4 separate regions of the Sus scrofa genome follow, and regions 2, 3 and 4 are each linked to region 1. The links are chromatin contacts, called in public Hi-C and HiChIP or PLAC-seq maps. All regions are on one chromosome and are shown on one strand. Each heading gives the region's core, a stretch centred on a gene start, on an enhancer-like site or on the middle of the called end of the contact. The rest is flanking DNA. Distances are from core to core; before and after follow the strand shown. Region 1 overlaps LOC110256735 (a long non-coding RNA gene). Region 2 has its middle 110 kb from the start of IRF2BP2. Region 3 has its middle 160 kb from the start of IRF2BP2. Region 4 has its middle 210 kb from the start of TOMM20.

Region 1 (4,327 bases), core at 1,216-3,715:
TCCTAGGAACATTCCAGAATCTTCCAAACAAATCTGTTCCATTGTCTTCCCTAAAAGCTGGACCCACTTTCTGAGAGCTGGGGAACACATTTTCTTGCCAGGCCAGCTTGTCCATCTCAGCTGAGTTCACACGTGCATTTGAACCTTATCAAATGACAATCTGCTAACCTGCAGAATAGGAAATTCCTAGATCAGCAAAACAGTTGCAAACTGGAAACACCAAGATGGAAGCAGCCTGTGTCGCTTGCCACCAGAGTTCCACGGCCACGTTGCAGCCCCGGTGTCCCTGCGCCTCCCACTGGCCAGTCCTTGGACTGTTCCAGAACTGGACACGGCCAGCACTGCAATGTGAACTGGCAAAGGGGCCCCATGTGCCCCTCAACCCCAGGTGGAGGCATCCATGACAGACTCGCCAGGCAGATTCCAGCCCCTGCAGCCCCTCCTGCAGCCACAACCTCGAAGGCCACAGATCGTCCTCACGAAGGTAACAGAGTGTTAAAAGTGACACTCTGGAGGCCAAGCTGCTTTCACTATGAAATCCCAAAGCAAGAAGTAGTCAGGGGAGATGGTCAAAGTCCTGCTGCCCTTGCCCTCCTCACCCCCCTGGAGAATATAACAAGTCAGCTCCTTGAGAGACAGGCTTCTGAAGAGAGGATTTTCTGAGAAGGGTATCTTTGGAGAAAGCTGTGCTTCCTGAAGGGCAGGTGGGGGCCGGCCTCTCACCTCAATCGCGTTGGGGGTTTCCCCAAAGTTGCTTGGAGAACTTTTCATGTGACTCCTTTTAGCTGAAAGGCAGAAAAGTCTGGGGCCTTTTCCCATCAAGGAAATAGGGGTGGGGGTCAGTGGGCTGAATAAAGGCCCAACTGAGGTCAAGTCTAATTCCTGGAACTTGTAAATGTGACTTTATTGGCAAGAGTCTTTGCAGGTGGGATTAAGCACCTTATTTGGAAAAAGAGTCTCTTATTTGGAAACAGAGATGGGTTTAAACGAAGACACTTGAGATGGGGAGTTATCCTGGATTTCCAGAGCCCTACATGCAATTGCACATATGCCCACTAGAGGGAGGCAGAGGGAGGTTTAACCACACAAGGAGGCGACGTCAAATGTCACCAGAGGGGATGGGGCCACAACCCAAGAAATGCTGGCAGCCACCAGAAGCGGGAGAGGCAACAAGATGAATCCCTCTAGAGCCTGTAGAGTGAGCTCAGCCCTCCTGACACTGGATTTCCGCCCAGTAAACTGATTTCAGCCTCCTGTCCTCCAAGGTGTGGAAGGGTACATTCTTTTCCTTTCAAGCTGTCACGTCTGTGGTCATTTGTAACAGCATCCACAGGGAACTAATTCACCTGCAGCATTCTGCTTGGGGGGTGGGGCCAGGAGCAAGCTGGGGTTGGGGTCACCCTGCATCCCGGAGTTTGTCAGGCAGAGTGATGTGTGAAGGTCAGAGCCAGATGTGGACCTCATGGAAGGGAGCCAGGATGACCTCGTCCCTATTTCTCATCTCTGCCTGGAGGGGCAGAGACTCCCCGCAGCAAGAAGAGGAGGGAAAAGCTGCAAGTGACCACCCAGAAGAGGGACACCTCAGGAGAAAGGTCAGCTTCAACCGCAGCAGGGTCCCACCGCACCCACTCAAGTAAGAGCTATGCTCTGCCTTCCTCTCACCCTGAACCCCAGCTCCCCACTCGGGGAGGAGTGGGAGGGGCCATCGGAGTCCAGCAGAGAAGCCCCCTTTCCCACGGAGGCTTCCAGCCCTAAGCAAGCTAAGCTGGAGCTGGGGTGAAGAATGGGATGTCAAATTTGAGGGTTTTGACTAATATCTTGGCCTGGATATTCAAATTCCAAATTGAGACTGTTTTCCATTTAAAGCGACCTTAGGACAGACTATTTCCTAAGAGGAGCAAAAAAGGCAGCGCCTGCCAGCGTTTTCATCCCAGGCCAGGAAACATTCATCTCGCTGAATCCATTTTAAAGGGGCAGCAGAAAAAAAAAAAAAAAAAAAAAAAACCTGAAGCTGCATTCCCCTGAGACCACGAGCCCGGCTTATTCAACACACTAGTTGCAAACGCTGGTGAAAACATCTCGGTGAAACGGAGAGTCGCCGAGTTCCTGTGAAAGGAAAAAATGCAAATTTGTTTTCAGTATCACTTTTAAGCTTCCTGAGTGGAGTCTTTGGCCCGGACTGACTCGCATTGACGTCATTCCCGAGTTGGCCATATCGGAGCAGCTGTTCGCTTCCTCCCTCGGCCTCAGCCCCTGGTGCAGAAAACACGCTGGTTTTGTTTCATGGAAGATTAAAAACATTTGCTGCTGCGTCCATAATTCACAACCCCTGCTATCACTGGGACCGGGAAGACTGGACAAGAGATGCTAGGTCCCCTTCTCCAAACCCAGGAGAAACCGACAGAGGGCCAGACACAGGATTACGCATCCGCAGGCACCCAGCCCAGACTCCAGCCCCCACACCCTTTCCCTTTCTCTTGGAACAGGAGGCAATGGATCTAACCACCGTTCAACACATGGTCATGTGAACGAAGCTGCTTTGCCCTCACAGCTTCAAGGGAGACGGGACCAGGCTGCACAGCCCTGGATAAACGCCCCTTGCCTCTGGCCTCACAGCAAAGGCTCAGCAAAGCCAAGGTGAAAAGCAAGCTCCCCGGCTCCTCGAAAGATTGTTGCGGGGGTGGGGTGCGGGTGTTGATGGTGGCAATGCTGACTGACATACGGCCTGCCCTGAACCTGAGGTGGGGATCCTGACTCTGCCTGGGACCTTCTGGTTCCTTCCTTCCGATGCCCAGGAAGGGACTCTGGGCAGGCAAAGTCCAGCTGACACATCTCCTGCTGTGCGGTTGGTTCTTCTCCAGAAATCCCTGGAGTCGGATCATTTGTCAAAGCTGGTAGATAATTCCACATCTTTTTTTTTTTTTTTTTTTTTTTTTTGTCCTTTTAGAGCTGCACCTAGAGCATATGGAAGTTCCCAGGCTAGGGGTCAAATTAGAGCTGCAGCTGCCGGCCTACACCACAGCCACAGCAACACAGGATCTGAGCCACCTCTGCGACCTACACCACAGCTCATGGCAATGCCGGATCCTTAACCCACTGAGCAAGGCTACGGATTGAACTGGCATCCTCATGGATACTAGTTGTGTTCATTACCACTGAGCCGCAATGGGAATCTATAATTCCGCATCTTTTTTAAATTTGTTTTCCCTTTTTACAGCTGCACCTATGGCATATGGAAGTTCCTGGACCAGGGGTCGCATTGGAACTGCAGCTGCCAGCCTATGCCACAGCCATAACAGATCTGAGACGCATCTGTGACCTAAGCCACAGCTTGCAGCAATGATGGATCCCTAACCCACTGAGCAAGGTGATTGTTTGAACCCACATCCTTAAAGAGACAACATTTGGTCCTTAATCCACTGAGGCACAACAGGAACTCCAATAATTCCACATCTTTCCATCGCGCTGCTCAGACACATCCCTTAAGTTACTGTTGTTTGGAGCCTCCATGAAAATGCAACAGAAGCAAGTAGATTCTTTACCCCTTTCATTTGTTGAGAGTGACCTTCCCTAACTAAGCCAGTGAGTTGGGCAAAGAGAAAAGATGTGAGAGAAAGAAGACCGGGTGCTGGGGGAGCGCTGGAGTGCCCATCACACCTCCCTGTGCTGTTCCAGTGCCCTCAGCAGAGACCTCAAAGAACACGGGTGTGCCCCAGAGGTAACCCCAGCTCCACAGTCCCTCTGGATGCAGAGCCAGCAAAGACCTGAGTTTGAATCCTCTGCCTCCATCACTTGTTCTGGACTCAGCGGTGTCTGTCTGAGCACTGCACCAAGCTCCACTTAACGCTTGTGGTCCAGGTGCTGCCACCACCCCACTCCCCGCTCCCAGGGGTCTTCCCTGCCCCTCCCACCCTGAGGCTGTGTGAGACCCCTCATCTGAGGTCACCTCCCTCCCTAGTCACAGTTGGCTGCCGTGGAGTGTGGCATTTCCCAGTTGGCTGTGAGTCACAGGAGGGCGGGGGCTCTACCCTGTCTAAACCCAGCATCTGGGAGTTCCCGTTGTGGCTCAGTGGGTTAAGAACCTGACTAGTAACGGGGATTCGGGTTCAATCCCTGGCCACACTCAGTGGGTTAAGGATCCAGCATTGCCGTGAGCTGCAGCGTAGGTCACAGCGCAGCTCAGGTCCAGCATGGCTGTGGCTGTGGCGTAGGCCAGTGGCTGCCACTCCGACTCAACCCCTAGCCCTGGAACCTCCATATGCTGCAGGTGCAACCCTAAAAAGAAAAAGGAAAGGAAAAGAAACCTAGCACCTAACACATAAAACGC
Region 2 (4,327 bases), core at 758-3,257, 250 kb before region 1:
GGAGACTCCAAATCTTGTGTACAGATCTGGCAGTAAAATTCCTGGTTAATTTCACATCAGGTTCACCAAACTCCTGAGAACTAACTCTTAACCAGCAGTTAACCAGAGGGCACCAAGGTGCGTTACTGGTAATTTTCCCCTGACTGCAGAAGGAAGGAGCAGCGTAATTGCTCTATCTGCCCTGACACCAAATCTACTTTCATGTGTTACCACATTTCTTGGCTGATGACTACAAACCCCAGGAAAAGGACCTGGCTGCCAGGAAAGGGTTGGAACTCTGATTTTAGATAAGTCACTGCCTTTCCTCCCAGAGTCCAAGTGGCTCTGTGTGCCTTCTGATATTTCTACTTTCTGATGCATGGAAATGAATCTCATCAATGCAGATCTTGGGAAATTGCCAGCCAGGACTGTGAAGTTTTGAGTACAAAACAATCATGAAGGGAGTTCCCGTTGTGGCTCAGTGGTAATGAATCTGACTCGTATCCATGAGGATGCCACTTTGATCTCTGGCCTCACTCATTGGGTTAAGGATCCAGCATTGCCCTCAGCTGTGGTGTAGGTTGCACATACAGCTCAAATCTGGTGTTGCTGTGGCTGTGGTGTAGGCCAGCAGCTGTAGCTCCGATTTAACCCCTAGCCTAAGACCTTCATATGCCGCGGGTACGGCCATAAAAAACAAAAAAAAAAAAACCCAAACAAACAAACAAAAAAAAGTGAAATAATCGTGGAGATGTTGAGAATAAGCCTTACCATCCCAGTCTGAGCAAAGTTCAGCGATTTCCTGTACAGTCCCAAATGGGTCCTTCTCAGCAAGACAGAGCTGAGACTTTTTTTTTTTTTTTCTTTTTATGGCTGCAGCATATGAAAGTTTCCAGGCTAGGCATGGTATCAGAGCTGCAGCTGGGGTCTATGCCACAACCACAGAACACTGGATCCAAACTGCATCTGTGACCTACACCACAGCTTGCGGCAACACCGGATCCTTGACTTGCTCATCGAGGACAGGGATCGAACCCACATCCTCACAGACACTATGTCGTGTTCTTAACCCACTGAGCCACGACGGGACCTCCTAGAGCTGAGACTTTAATGTGACAAGGAATATGTTAAGTCTTGTTGGAGAAAACTAGGCACCATGTCATGGAAGCCACTTACAGACACCTCGACCCTCTCACCAGTTTCTCTGTCTTGGGCTGTGGATTCTGTCTACAGAACCTCCCATCATGATCACCAGCAGCGTGCATGATTGAACAAAGAGCGTCTGGGCCCTCTTGAACACTGGCGATCTCTGTTGGATGAAGAGTGGCAAGGAAGCCCCTCTATTTCCTCATCTTAGCCCTTCACACTTCATCCCAGAAGCTCCACGGGACTTCCAGAGGGCAGCTCCCATCATCAGAAGCCTGCTGAGAGCAGGGAAGTGGGCTTGCAGGCTCCTAAAGAACCAGGGGCACTGCCTACAGAGGGTGATGGACATCTGGCCACACACACACACACACACACACACACACACGCAACTCACACTCACACACAACACGGTTTGAGTGTCAAATGTCCACGGGCATCATCCCCATTACAGCTGTATTTGGGAAACATCAATATTAAATATTAGCTATATATGCTTCACATATTACAAGGATAACAATCTGTTCGCACATCTGTTCTCTCTACCAGACTGTACGTCCCTTAAAGACAAAGATGGGGGTCTATCAACTTTATATCCGCAGCAGGAGACCCTCAGCCCCAGCACACAGTGGGCGCCGGATAAATATTAATTGACTGAATCAGGAAACTGAAGCACGTCCTCAAGGCCAGCCTGAAACCCAAGCCTGGACACAGCCTCCAAATTTCCATTTGCAGTCTAGTGCTTTGGCCAGGGGTAGATGAAAGCATGTGTTCCAAGCTTTGCATGATCCACAAAGAATTTTTTCTAAGCTCATTTCTAAGAAGGGGCCAAGGAGCTGTGCGTCTTTTCCTCTGGACCCAGGCTTTCATGCCTCTGCCCGATGAGTGCAGCCCGACTGCCATGCAGAAGACAGCAACCTGTGGTCTCTCTGAATGTCACAGCTGCTCCCCGCCCCCCACAAGCTGCAGGATAAACATCAGCCAGGAGGGGAGATGCTGCTGCAACGGCAGGCTGCTCTCTGCTCATCCTGCCCAGGGTCACGCTTTGAAAAATATCTCTGATTTTGTTTTCCTAGCTTGTTAACCTTTTCCTTCCCAAAACAATGCCGGTATTTGTTTTGGCTGCTTCTGCGCACGGAGGACGGGTCTGAGTTGGAGGCACAAGAGCATTTTTCCCTTAATCTCATTACAAGGGCTCCTCACTCTTGAATTCTTCCCAGGGCTCACTTGCTGTGAAGTGATTTCCTCTTGGAGTCGTTTTTTTTTTTTTTCCTCTTTGTGAAGCTGGGAGAACAAGTAGCTTTGGTTTTGTGGGGAAACAGGGAGAGACGGCAAAGACAAAGGCGGAGAAAGCCAAGCCCAGCCACCCGGGCACACACACGGGGCAGTTCTAAAGTAAAATGGACCCAACTTAAAATCTCTGCCACTCAGATTTGCCTGGGGGGACCACACTGAGGATGCGCCTCTCACTGCTGCCTCTCTTTTACCTGAAGTTTATAAAATCTGGAGTGAAAAGGGCCAGTGCTCTCCCAGCTGCCATTGCTCATGTGCTCAGAATATCTTATTTCATCCTTTCCAGCCCTTGAATGTTATCCGCCTGCCTGACTTGGTTCTCACAAGCGTGTGACTTTCCCACACTGTTCCTTCTTAGCCCAATGGACAAACTCACCTTGACTTTCTCGTCTTAGGTTTGAATGTTCATCCTCAAGCCTTAGAGGAATTTTCAGCCTAACCCATTTTTTGGTTAATTTTTCTACCTTTCACCAAAGTATTTCTTTCCCCCTTTGAATTGTTTCATAGATTGTGTCCACAAATACAGAACTGAAACTGCAAATACAGAACAGAGGGTTCTGGAAAATGAATGGTGGAGCCGGGGGGTGGGTGGGTAGAGGGAATCTGACAAAGTACACTGGCAATCAGTCTGTCGGCCGTGGCCTGAACCAGTCAAGTGACCAAGGAAAGGGGCCAGGCACATTTTGCCTGTTGTATATTGTATCAACTATTGTGTATTGTATGACCTGTAGATGGTATGTAGATTGCATGCACCCTGTTGCATGGAACGGAAACATGCCTTCACCTTTCCCAGGCCCACATTTTACTTTACAGGTTAACTAGAGAATGGTGCTTCCTACCCTTTGGGAGGCAGTGTGGGCCAGTGGTTAGAGCAGGTGTTTTCAGCAGCTTTCCTGGAACTGAGCCCTGGCCCTTTCTCTCATTAGCAACTTACTTCTCCTCACCTATAGGATGGGTATGGAGTTCCAGAGATCATTTTTTTCCTCCCCTTAAGCATTTGGACATGAACTGAGAGAGGGGAATATAAAACACAGTCCCAGGAGTTCCCATTGTGGCACAATGAGATTGGTGGTGTCTTGGGAGTGCTGGGAGGCAGTTTGATCCCTGGCTTGGCACAGTGGGTTAAGGGTCCAGTGTCACTGTACCTGTGGCTAAGGTGGCAGCTGTGGCTCGGATCTGATCCCTGGCCTGGGAGCTCCATATGCTGCAGGGTAGCCAAAAAAAGAGCAAAAAGAAATTTAAAAATAAATAAAACACACTCTCTGCTCTTTGCAAGCTGAAAAGCCAGTGAAACTCACAAGCAGAAAAGACGGGGATAGGAGCAAATTCTTGACAGCACCTCCCATGTACTCAACGCGTTCTTTGCTGCTATTCATGCAAAAGCGTGTGTGGGTGAGGCGAGGATTCTGGGAGGCTGCAAGCCCTGGTCCTCCAGCACTTATCAATCACCATTAATCCTGGGGGCTCCTAGCCCCCGCGCTGAAGAGGCGTGACTCATCCTGACTCAAATAGCAGTGCTGACACTTAATTGAATTCCAGAGCTAACGTTGCTTCCTACCTACGGTGGCAATGCTTCACAGCTCAGAACCCAAGACTGCTCTAAGCCAGGCTCTGTGTTTGGGAGAGAGAGGGTGCCTTTTTCAAGTGATTGAAAGGTCGTGTGGATGTGTATGATTCTATTTCTCTTTGACTTTCAGGCTTAAAACTTATGCAAATGTGGTCCAGGAGATAATGGACCAGACAGCAATTAGAGCTGAAGATTGCTTCCTAGGAGGCGGAGGGCAATGGCAGAACGGCCTCTTGGCACTCCCTGCCTCGCCAGTGCAATCGGCAAGCAGCTGGTCCCTCCTTTAATAATCCTTTATCTTCCCAGCAGTGACCAAGGGTGGTCGCTATTTGCTGGCTGCCCAGC
Region 3 (4,327 bases), core at 851-3,350, 200 kb before region 1:
AGGAATATTCCATTTAAACCAAATTGCTTTTGAAACACAGATGAGTTTGAAATCTAGAAGAAAGGTGCTTCGGCAAGAGACGCTTGGGCCTTGGATTCTGCAGCTCATATTGCTGAGTGCTTCCATCAACCAGCTGCTTCCACCCTTCCCTAAACATCAGCTCCCTAGGGAGCTAGTCAGCCCAGGGCTCTCTGGGCAACAGCAGTTCTCTGAATAACACGCAGCCTCTTCTGGAGGCCCATCCAATCAGCACAGAGAACGCAGACGCCAAGGGAGTGCAGCTCCCATCCAGAGCGGTTTGCTTCCTCTCCATGGTTTCCATGACAACAGATCTCTCACACACACACACACACACACACACACACACACACACACACACACACACACACAGAGTGTCAGTTCAACTAAGCATGTTTCCTAGCACTTGACACAATAGATTCCTCACCAGGAAGCAGAGTTGTTTTTTTACCTGGAATCTTTGGGAACCCCTGCATCTCAGGGTTCATCAGAGGGTGTGGCACCAGCAGCCAGACCCATGGCCCTTCCCTCTTCTCTTACCGAGGACAGGTCTTCAGCAACTTCTTCCCCAGCCTGTTCTCTCCAAGCACACCCTACCTGCCTTGAGGTGCCTGCAGAAGCCCAGGCCAAGAAGAGCAACTTGTCCCCACCCCTCCAATTCCAGGGTCCCTTACCACCCCTCCCCCAACCCACCCCCAGCTCACAACAAGTTCAAGGAAAAACAACCATGACTCTATCTTTGCCCACCAGCAATATGGCAGCCAGATAAGTGAACTCACTGGGATTGGGTTTCACAAGTCAAAGCGGGATCAGGGGTTCCCACTGTGCCTCAGTGGTAACAAACCCAACTAGTATCCATGAGGATGTGGGTTCAATCCCTGCCCTCGCTCAGTGGGTTAAGGATCTGGCATTGCCGTGAGTTGTGGTGTAAGTTGCAGGTACAGCTCGTATCCTGAGTTGCTGTGGCTGTGGTCTAGGCCAGCAGCTGCAGCTCTGATTTGACCTCTAGCCTGGGATTTCCATATCCTGTGGATGTGGCCCTAAAAATTAAAAAAAAAAAATGGGATCAGAGAGTTCTGGGTGAAAGTTGGGCTTGACTTTCACCCAGAACCAAGGCCACATGTGGAGGGAAAGTGCGTCTAGCTGCTGGCCGTTTCTGGAGGTCTGGATCAGAATGAGAAAAGTAGGCCTCCCCTTTGCAGCTTGCAGCCCCAAGCTGTGTGGTCTTAAAGCCTCAGGATCAGTGAGTAGGCCTCAGGCCAAAATTTCAGGCTTAGGTTTGTGGGCCCAAATGGGTAGGCTGTCATCATGAGGAAGCATGTATAAAGTTTAGTGGTGGTTTTTGGTTTGTTTTGTCTTTAGACTATTAAGAGTGTGGAATACAGCCGTCTGGAGGGTTTAGCATAAAGTCACCCCCAGCATAGTCCTTGACACCTGGTAGGAATTCCATGTATGGGAGCTATGGGCTTCTCCCGCCTCTGCACAGAGAAAGGCCCAGCCCTGCCTGGTCCAGCCTGACTGCTGGGAGCAGCCGCCTTTTGCAAAGAACGATGCCCTTCCCCCAGCTCAGGGGGCTGGTTGTGTGGGTTCAGCTCCTTCCACCTGTAACTGGGTCACGTCTTACTTACACGCCTTGTACCCGGCCAAAGAACTCAAAGGAGAGTTGTTCATTAGGACTGGGTTAGGCAACCCCGCTGCTCTTTTCTGGTGTGCTGTGTGAGACTGTAAGGCAATCCCAGCTTACGGCGGGGTTTCGGTGTCACCGAGAGTTCCCAGCGCTTTGTGGCAGCTCCCATTCATTCCAGACAAAGCCGAATGAGCAGTGGCTCATGTTTCCTAATCACAGGGCCCCGCAGCGCCCCATCCCAAGGCCACGCTGGACACTTCCGGGGTGCGCTCATTGAAGGAGCGCAAAGGGCTTAAAGAAAACCCTTTCTTTATTTGGGAGGTATTATTATCTGGGTTTTACTGACAGAGGTACCGACAGGTGAGGTGACCTGCTTTGGGACCACACAGTAAGAAGGGGCTGGGCTGAGGTGGGGGCTGGGGCAGCTGCCTGGAGCTCCTTGGCCGGGAGATGACCGCATAGAAAGCAGCTTGCACAGAGCCTGTCCTGGCCAGGCCCCGGGGGGACTCATGAGCAGACTAACCTCAATAACAAAGGCCGGTGCAGATGAAATTGAAAAGCTCCAGCCTGAGGAAATGTGGGCAGAGACCTGCCTTATCCTTGAGAAAGCAGGATGTAGGACATTACAAGGACAGAGCACCTAGACGCCAGAAATTGGAGCTCCCTGATGGCTCACGGGGTTAAAAAGCTGGCGGTGTCACCGAGGCCGCTCAGGGGCCAAAAAAAAGAAGAAAAGGCACTAGCACTCAGATGAGCAGCTCCTTTTTCAGCCCCTAGTGCTGCCCAGCAGCAGGCCTCCCAGACTGAGTCCCAGAGAGGACATGTCACCACCCCGACTCCTCTGTGACAATGTTATTCTTCATAATAATCCTAAATGCTACAAGAGTAACAGCTAGAAAAGAAGAGCAGAGAGTCTTTTTCAGACCCAACAGAAAAATTAAAAATACAATATATATTTCAGTACCAAACGGATGTCATGGATTAGTACCTATAATTGCATGAATTACATTTCAGTTATGTTCATGTATTTGGGGGGGAGGGGGAGGGAAAACACATGGAACGTATATATTGGTCTATTGCAAAAAATGAGTAATAACATTAGAGTTTCTGTTTTTGATGTTTAGGTTCATTTGTCCATGAACTGGAAAAACTGATCTTCAAATTTTCATGCAAAATGGACAGTGCAGCCAGGTTCGTCCATCTACCTTTACTCCTGGTTAATCAAAGAATGACCTTTGTAACAATTTTGGAAAATAGCTTTCCCATAAAGCGATACATATATAGTTATGAAAACTTGTAAAATACTTATAGCAAAGGGTCACAAAAATTCAGTTTCACAATAAATTCTAGAAATTGCAGTACTGACCACAGTTTTATTTCTCCAGGATCCAGCCCACTGTCTTTCAAATGTATCCATATTGAGAAACTTTAACCCCCCCAAAAGTTCCAAGTTTGACAGAATTGAAGTAACTCAAGGTTCATATAAAGATGCACAGAGAGAAACAATAGCATGATAAATATATAGAAATAAAGAAAATCCAGAGCAAGGGAAGAAAGAAGTAAGAGGGAAAAGTCACGTTTAGTCTCAATGCAATGACATAGTTGCTAGCATTGAACAGTAAATTTTAGTCTACACTCTGAGCTTCCTGGCAGCCAATGGAAAAAGGGAGCCATGGTCATATATGAGATTTACATTGACAGAAAAGAAATTGCTATGGCAAAGGCTTAAGAAAACCTCTTTCTTGGAGTTTCTATCATGGCGCAGTGGAAACGAATCCGACTAGGAACCATGAGGTTTCGGGTTTGATCTTTGGCCTCGCTCAGTGGGTTAAGGATCCAGCGTTGTTGTGAGCTGTGGTGTAGGTCGAAGATGCAGCTCAGATCTGGCATTGCTGTGGCTGTGGCGTAGGCTGGCAGCTACAGCTCTGATTTGACCCCTAGCCTGGGAACCTCCATATGCTATGGGTTCGGCCCTAAAAAAGGACAAAAAAGACAAAAAAAAAAAAGAAGAAGAAGAAGAGGAAGAAGAGATCCTTGTAAACACCCGCAGAGGATTCCAGTCCGGGGCTGCTGAGTCCACTGTGGGAGACAAAGAGTTACAGGGCAATTTGATTCGGCTTCTGTTTCCCTCACATATTGGATTCAGACCAAGAAAGGATGAACTTGGGAAAGAGGTAGCAGGGGCCCCAGAGGTCCTGTGAACAAACATCAGAAAGTGAGTCACAAAAAAAATTAAGACATTAGAAAACTTGTGTTTAGCACATTTTAAAACCGAGGTTAGATGAATAGCAATGCTGAATCCGACGGACAAGATCAATAATAACAAGGAAGATAAAGGAGAGAGCCGGGCAGCAGGGATGGATTAACATTCCTTTTGAACTTCACATTTGCCCCCTCCCCCAGTGGCTCCACCTGCCAGGACGCAGCTTCAGCTCTGGGTCCAGGCGTGCAGGGACCTGTACCCAAATCCTCCCTCCAAAGCATCTTCCCTGGTGGTAATGGCAGACTGGTTCATCATGGACTGCCTTCCTGCCGAAAACACTGGGAAACGTGGGCAAGATACTTTTTTTTTTTTTTTCCAATCTAGTTGAAGCCATCAAAAAATCACTGGGGCAGTGAGAAACTAAGGAGTTAAGATCTCAGAGAAAAGGCTTGAGCAGAAAGAGGAGTCTTAACCACTTT
Region 4 (4,327 bases), core at 482-2,981, 140 kb before region 1:
AGCACCTACACAGGCATTGTTTCTTTCTTCCTTTCTCTCTTTCTTTCTTCCTTCCCTCCTTCCTTTCTTTCTTTCCTTTTTTGGCCGCCCCCTCCCCGGCATTTGGAGCTCCCAGCCCAGGGATCAGATCTGAGCCGTAGTTGCAACCTATGCCACAGCTGCAGCAAAACCGGACCCTGAAGTCACTGTGCTGGGCCAGGGATCAAAAGTGCATCCCAGCGCTCCAGAGATGCTGCCAAAACGATTGCACCACAGCGGGAACTCCCAGGCATCACCTCTCCTGTATGAAACATGCTCCTGCACTGACAACCCCAGATCTTTAACCCACTGAGCCACAAAGGAAGTCCTCTCAGAGATTTTTAAAAAGCATCTGATGTGGAGAAGGGAAGGAAAAATCTTGGCCTTCCTCAAGATTGTGGTGGGCTTAAGCCTATGTAATCACATTTCATGTATATATCATAAACCGTGGTTTTCATATAATATGTAAACCATGAAATAATTTTATTTGGTCAGTAGTCTGACATGGAGTCAGTAGTTTCTAGCTTGTAAGCCAACATAAAACAGTCTGTGTCCACTTCAGGAAGAGAAACTTTTCCATCCTCTGAGACAGGGGTTCCCGTCTCCAGGAACCCACAGGGATGCTTTGAAGGGGCCCTTAATGGTTCTGCCCACACGTAGACCTGGCCCAACGTTTCTTCTCCAAAGACAGCAGCTGTGTACTCCCTGAACCCCCAGGCCCAAACCTTCCACAGCTGGCACAAATGAGAAATTTTTTACTAACTTAATAGAGGGGTGGGTGTGACATGGCATGGAATAAAGTCAGGATGCTGAACTGCTGCTCCGAGAATCTGTGACCATAATTCTAACCCCTCTCCCCACCACCAACAAATCACTTAACTCCTCTCCCCACCCAGACAAATCATTTACTCTCCCTGAAGCCCTTTTTTTTTTTTACTGTAAAATTTTCATTGATTTAACTTCAAAACGAAACAAAACGAATCTGTGTGTTAGATGTCAGAAAAGTAGTTACCTTTGAGCTGGGTGGCATGTCACTGGAATGGGACATGAATGGAACAATGAGGGGCCCTGAAGCCTTTTTGAAAAAGTTATTTGAGAAATGTGAATTACAAGCGTCTCTGAAAATACACAGTACATGCATGTCCTGTTCCACAGGCTATTCACTCTCCTTGGAATATACCTGCAATGTTCTTCCCTCTTCCCCTTCCCCTTCTTCCAGGAAATCCCTCTGTGTCTTTCAAGACTTAGCTTGGAAGTCACCTCCTCCAGGAAGCCCTGCCATACCCCCAGAAGTCTGAGATGGGTGTCTTTCTCTGTCTGCCATGCGCCTGGGCTCCCTCCCACCATGACACTGGTGGTCTCTCTCTTTCATTCAACGGTGAACTCCTTGCCAGCAAAGGGGGTCTTGACCACCACTGGATCCCCAGAACCTAGGCAGGCAGAACCTGGCCCATAGTGATTCTCAAAAAGATCTGGTTGAACAAATGAATCATAAAGCTAAAGTCCATACTCCAAGCCATATTTTCTCATTTGCTTGCAAGATGACATAGAGATTACACCTCTGGAAATAAACAAGTCAGAGGTTGTGAGATCAGAAAGTTGGGTCAGAAAGCAGAGCAAGGGGCAGGAGGTGCCACCACCCTGACACACCAGGCCCCTGGCTCCAACTAACCCCACTAAATGACACAGCAACACAGGGAGAGAGGGCAACCTTTCTGCCCCTGGTCAGGCTGTAAAAAGTGGTGGCAAGAAAGCATGTCCTAGTTTGCCTCCTCAGATGATGCCAGCCTGTGGAATTTAACCACGAGAATATTGATAAATCCCAGAACAAAGTTAGAGGCCAAAGTCAATATGTGGCAGCAGCCAGAATTATAGTCATCCTGGGTCCCAAAGGTCATCTGGTCAACCCTCTGCTCTGCCTACAAATACCTGTGGATCCAACCCATCACTCCCAGTCATGGGGGCGGGGGAGGTTTCAAAATCTCAAGACTCCAAGTTTTAAGTGGTAAAGAAAAAAAAAAATTCAGTCCCTGATTCCTCCAATACAGTGATGTTTTTGAGAGTCAATAGGCCACTTAAAATACACACTGTGCTACGATGGGACCCACCACAAGGAACACCAAGATGAGAAGACATGTCATACCTGCCCTCAGAAAGCTCATGATGGAAACGGGGCAAAGAGCCTGGTTCAGCTGTGGGCACAGGTGGGGTCACCCATACTAAGAGCTGTAAGGGGAGCGTGAGTGGACGAGAGGAGGCAGAAGCCATGCCCAGGAAGCTCTGCTGAACAACTGGCTCCATTCCTTCAAAAACTCCACCAACTCAAAGAGTAGACTTGACTCAAAAGAATCTACACTTAGAAAAAGTTGGGACAATTGGAGAAATTTCCATCTGAATTGGGTGTTGAGTGAGAGCAAGGAGTTATTGGTAATTCTTAGGTCTATAACGGTGATATCATTACATCTGAAAGGCCCATCTTTTTTAGAGGTGTCCAATCCAGCATGTAGAGGGAAATGACACGAGGCTTTTAAAAAAATCAGAGTGAGGGGAGTTCTGGTCATGGTTCAGTGGAAATGAATCTGACCAGCTTCTATGAGGACACAGGTTCAATCCCTGGCCTCGCTCGGTGGGTTAAGGATCCGGCATTGCCATGAGCTGTGGTGTAGGTCATAGATGCGGCTCGGATCTGGTGTTGCTCAGGCTGTGGTGTAGGCCCCTAGCCTGGGAACCTCCATATGCCACGTGTGAAGCCCTAAAAAGACAAAAAAATAAAATAAAATAAAATATTAAAAAATCAGAGAGAGAAAGGTAATCGCACTCTGCTCTGGGGAGTTTTGAAATGTTCATCATTTAGAAAGGTTAAAAATGAAAATAAGGGAGCATGTGGCAAGAGAGGCACTTTCAGCTGAGCCGAGACTGGCGAGCAGGATGTCACAGATAGAAATGGACAGGAGTGTCATTTCTGGGACGGGGGGGGGGGGGGGGGCGGGTGGCACCCAGCAGCGATCCTGAAGGAAGAGGGTCTGGGGGGATCTCAGGAACCGGATTCAGATTAGAGCTCCAAACATCAGCCTGGTGTGGGTGAAGAGACCCACCTATGTTGGCCTCTTCCTCAAGCTAGGCCAAGAAATAAAGGGCAAAAGACTCCACAAATACTTGGCCCTGAATGCAGACCAAGGGGGAGGGCCCACACTGAGTGTGCTGACCCTTGCCTCAAGGACAGTCCCCTGCACCTGTCACTGCTTGTACAATTGCTTGTCCTGGTGGACCCAGGCTCTATCACATGAGATACAGTTGTTTCCCTTTGGGGGACCCCTTGGTCTTCTTGGAAATATAGCTCCCATTGCTCCCCCTCCTCTGGATTTTCCAGCATCTCCAGAGAAAGCAGATCAGAGGTGATCACACAAGAGGGAGACTTGAGGTCATCCGCTCAGTGGCACATCCACCTGCCTTGTCCCCACCACTCCTCCCACCCCAGAGCTGGATCCCACCCTGCCTGACTCTGTCTCTGGAGGGAAGTGTGGCTAAATCTGGCTCTGCTGTCCTATCCATGCAACCCCGCCCCAGCCAGGGGGCCTCTGCTGGGGTGGTGTGGGCTCTCAGGATTGGGGCCAACCTGGTTTTTCTGAGATCGCTGAACAAGGAAGCCTGGCCATCTCCCCAGAGTAGCCTGAGTTTTCACCTCTGGGGGTAATGGCACTTGACAGCCTGAGAGTCTTTCAGAAACTGCCAGGGTTCACGTGGGCAAGGCGGGAGGTTCCTCACTTCCAAGCTTATCTTTGCTCTGCAGCCCTGGTATGTAACTGCTGAGGGTTGCAAAATGAAAGAGAAAATATTTACAGTGAGAGTTGACCTAAAAAGAATCCTAGACGGGGTGGTGGTGGGGTGGTCAGGGTACCTTCAGCTTGGCCTGACCTCTTCCAGACAGAGGGCTTCAGGGGAAGGCCCAGCCACATGGTACAAAGAGCACGGCTGTCAGGCTGTGCCTGAGTTCAAATCCTGCCTCCCCACTTGCTAGTCTGGGCGACAGAGCTCACCACAGCTAACGTTCCCCATCTCAGAGGTCTTTGCAGATTAACGGAGATGTGAGTAAGTCAGACACTGGGCATGAAGGAGGCACAGTTGGCCTCCGCCTCCTCCAGATGCCCCCTTTCCTCGCCTTTCAGATAAGGGAGTTGGAGGCTGTAGTCTTTAAGACCCCTGTCTGCTCTGATCGACTACTCTTCCCGGGACCGGCTGGGTTTGCAGGTCCGTCTTCTCAAGGGGCTCTGTAATTTGATGCATCCTTCATCTAGCTGCCACCACTCAC

What was found. Hi-C and Micro-C count contacts between places; a contact is called where the count stands out from the background. HiChIP or PLAC-seq counts read pairs in DNA pulled down with a chosen protein or histone mark.
Region 2: a contact with region 1 is called in an H3K27ac HiChIP or PLAC-seq map of skeletal muscle. The contact joins two enhancer-like sites. A contact is called at or near these places in 1 of 47 Hi-C or Micro-C datasets (embryonic fibroblasts) and 1 of 2 datasets of contacts at active chromatin or transcription factors (skeletal muscle).
Region 3: an H3K27ac HiChIP or PLAC-seq map of skeletal muscle shows a contact between it and region 1. The contact joins two enhancer-like sites. A contact is called at or near these places in 2 of 2 datasets of contacts at active chromatin or transcription factors (alveolar macrophages and skeletal muscle).
Region 4: a Hi-C map of liver shows a contact between it and region 1, with 2.9 times the contacts expected there. The contact joins two enhancer-like sites. A contact is called at or near these places in 1 of 47 Hi-C or Micro-C datasets (liver) and 1 of 2 datasets of contacts at active chromatin or transcription factors (skeletal muscle).

Annotation. Positions count from the first base shown.
Region 1 is chr14:56,184,754-56,189,080 of Sscrofa11.1, reverse strand. It overlaps LOC110256735 (a long non-coding RNA gene), which reads right to left. Exons shown (of 4, transcript XR_002338651.1): 2 at 2,006-2,106; 3 at 1-168. Among named protein-coding and RNA genes, the nearest start is that of TOMM20, 74 kb to the right of the region's middle. Within about 2 kb of position 2,465, at least 37 of the 83 cell types and tissues checked have an H3K27ac peak or open chromatin away from gene starts, as enhancers often do. A contact at or near this core is called in liver and skeletal muscle, where this site is marked.
Region 2 is chr14:56,431,286-56,435,612 of Sscrofa11.1, reverse strand. No RefSeq gene overlaps it. Among named protein-coding and RNA genes, the nearest start is that of IRF2BP2, 110 kb to the left of the region's middle. Within about 2 kb of position 2,007, at least 37 of the 83 cell types and tissues checked have an H3K27ac peak or open chromatin away from gene starts, as enhancers often do. A contact at or near this core is called in skeletal muscle, where this site is marked.
Region 3 is chr14:56,388,369-56,392,695 of Sscrofa11.1, reverse strand. No RefSeq gene overlaps it. Among named protein-coding and RNA genes, the nearest start is that of IRF2BP2, 160 kb to the left of the region's middle. Within about 2 kb of position 2,100, at least 16 of the 83 cell types and tissues checked have an H3K27ac peak or open chromatin away from gene starts, as enhancers often do. A contact at or near this core is called in skeletal muscle, where this site is marked.
Region 4 is chr14:56,320,240-56,324,566 of Sscrofa11.1, reverse strand. No RefSeq gene overlaps it. Among named protein-coding and RNA genes, the nearest start is that of TOMM20, 210 kb to the right of the region's middle. Within about 2 kb of position 1,731, at least 7 of the 83 cell types and tissues checked have an H3K27ac peak or open chromatin away from gene starts, as enhancers often do. A contact at or near this core is called in liver, where this site is marked.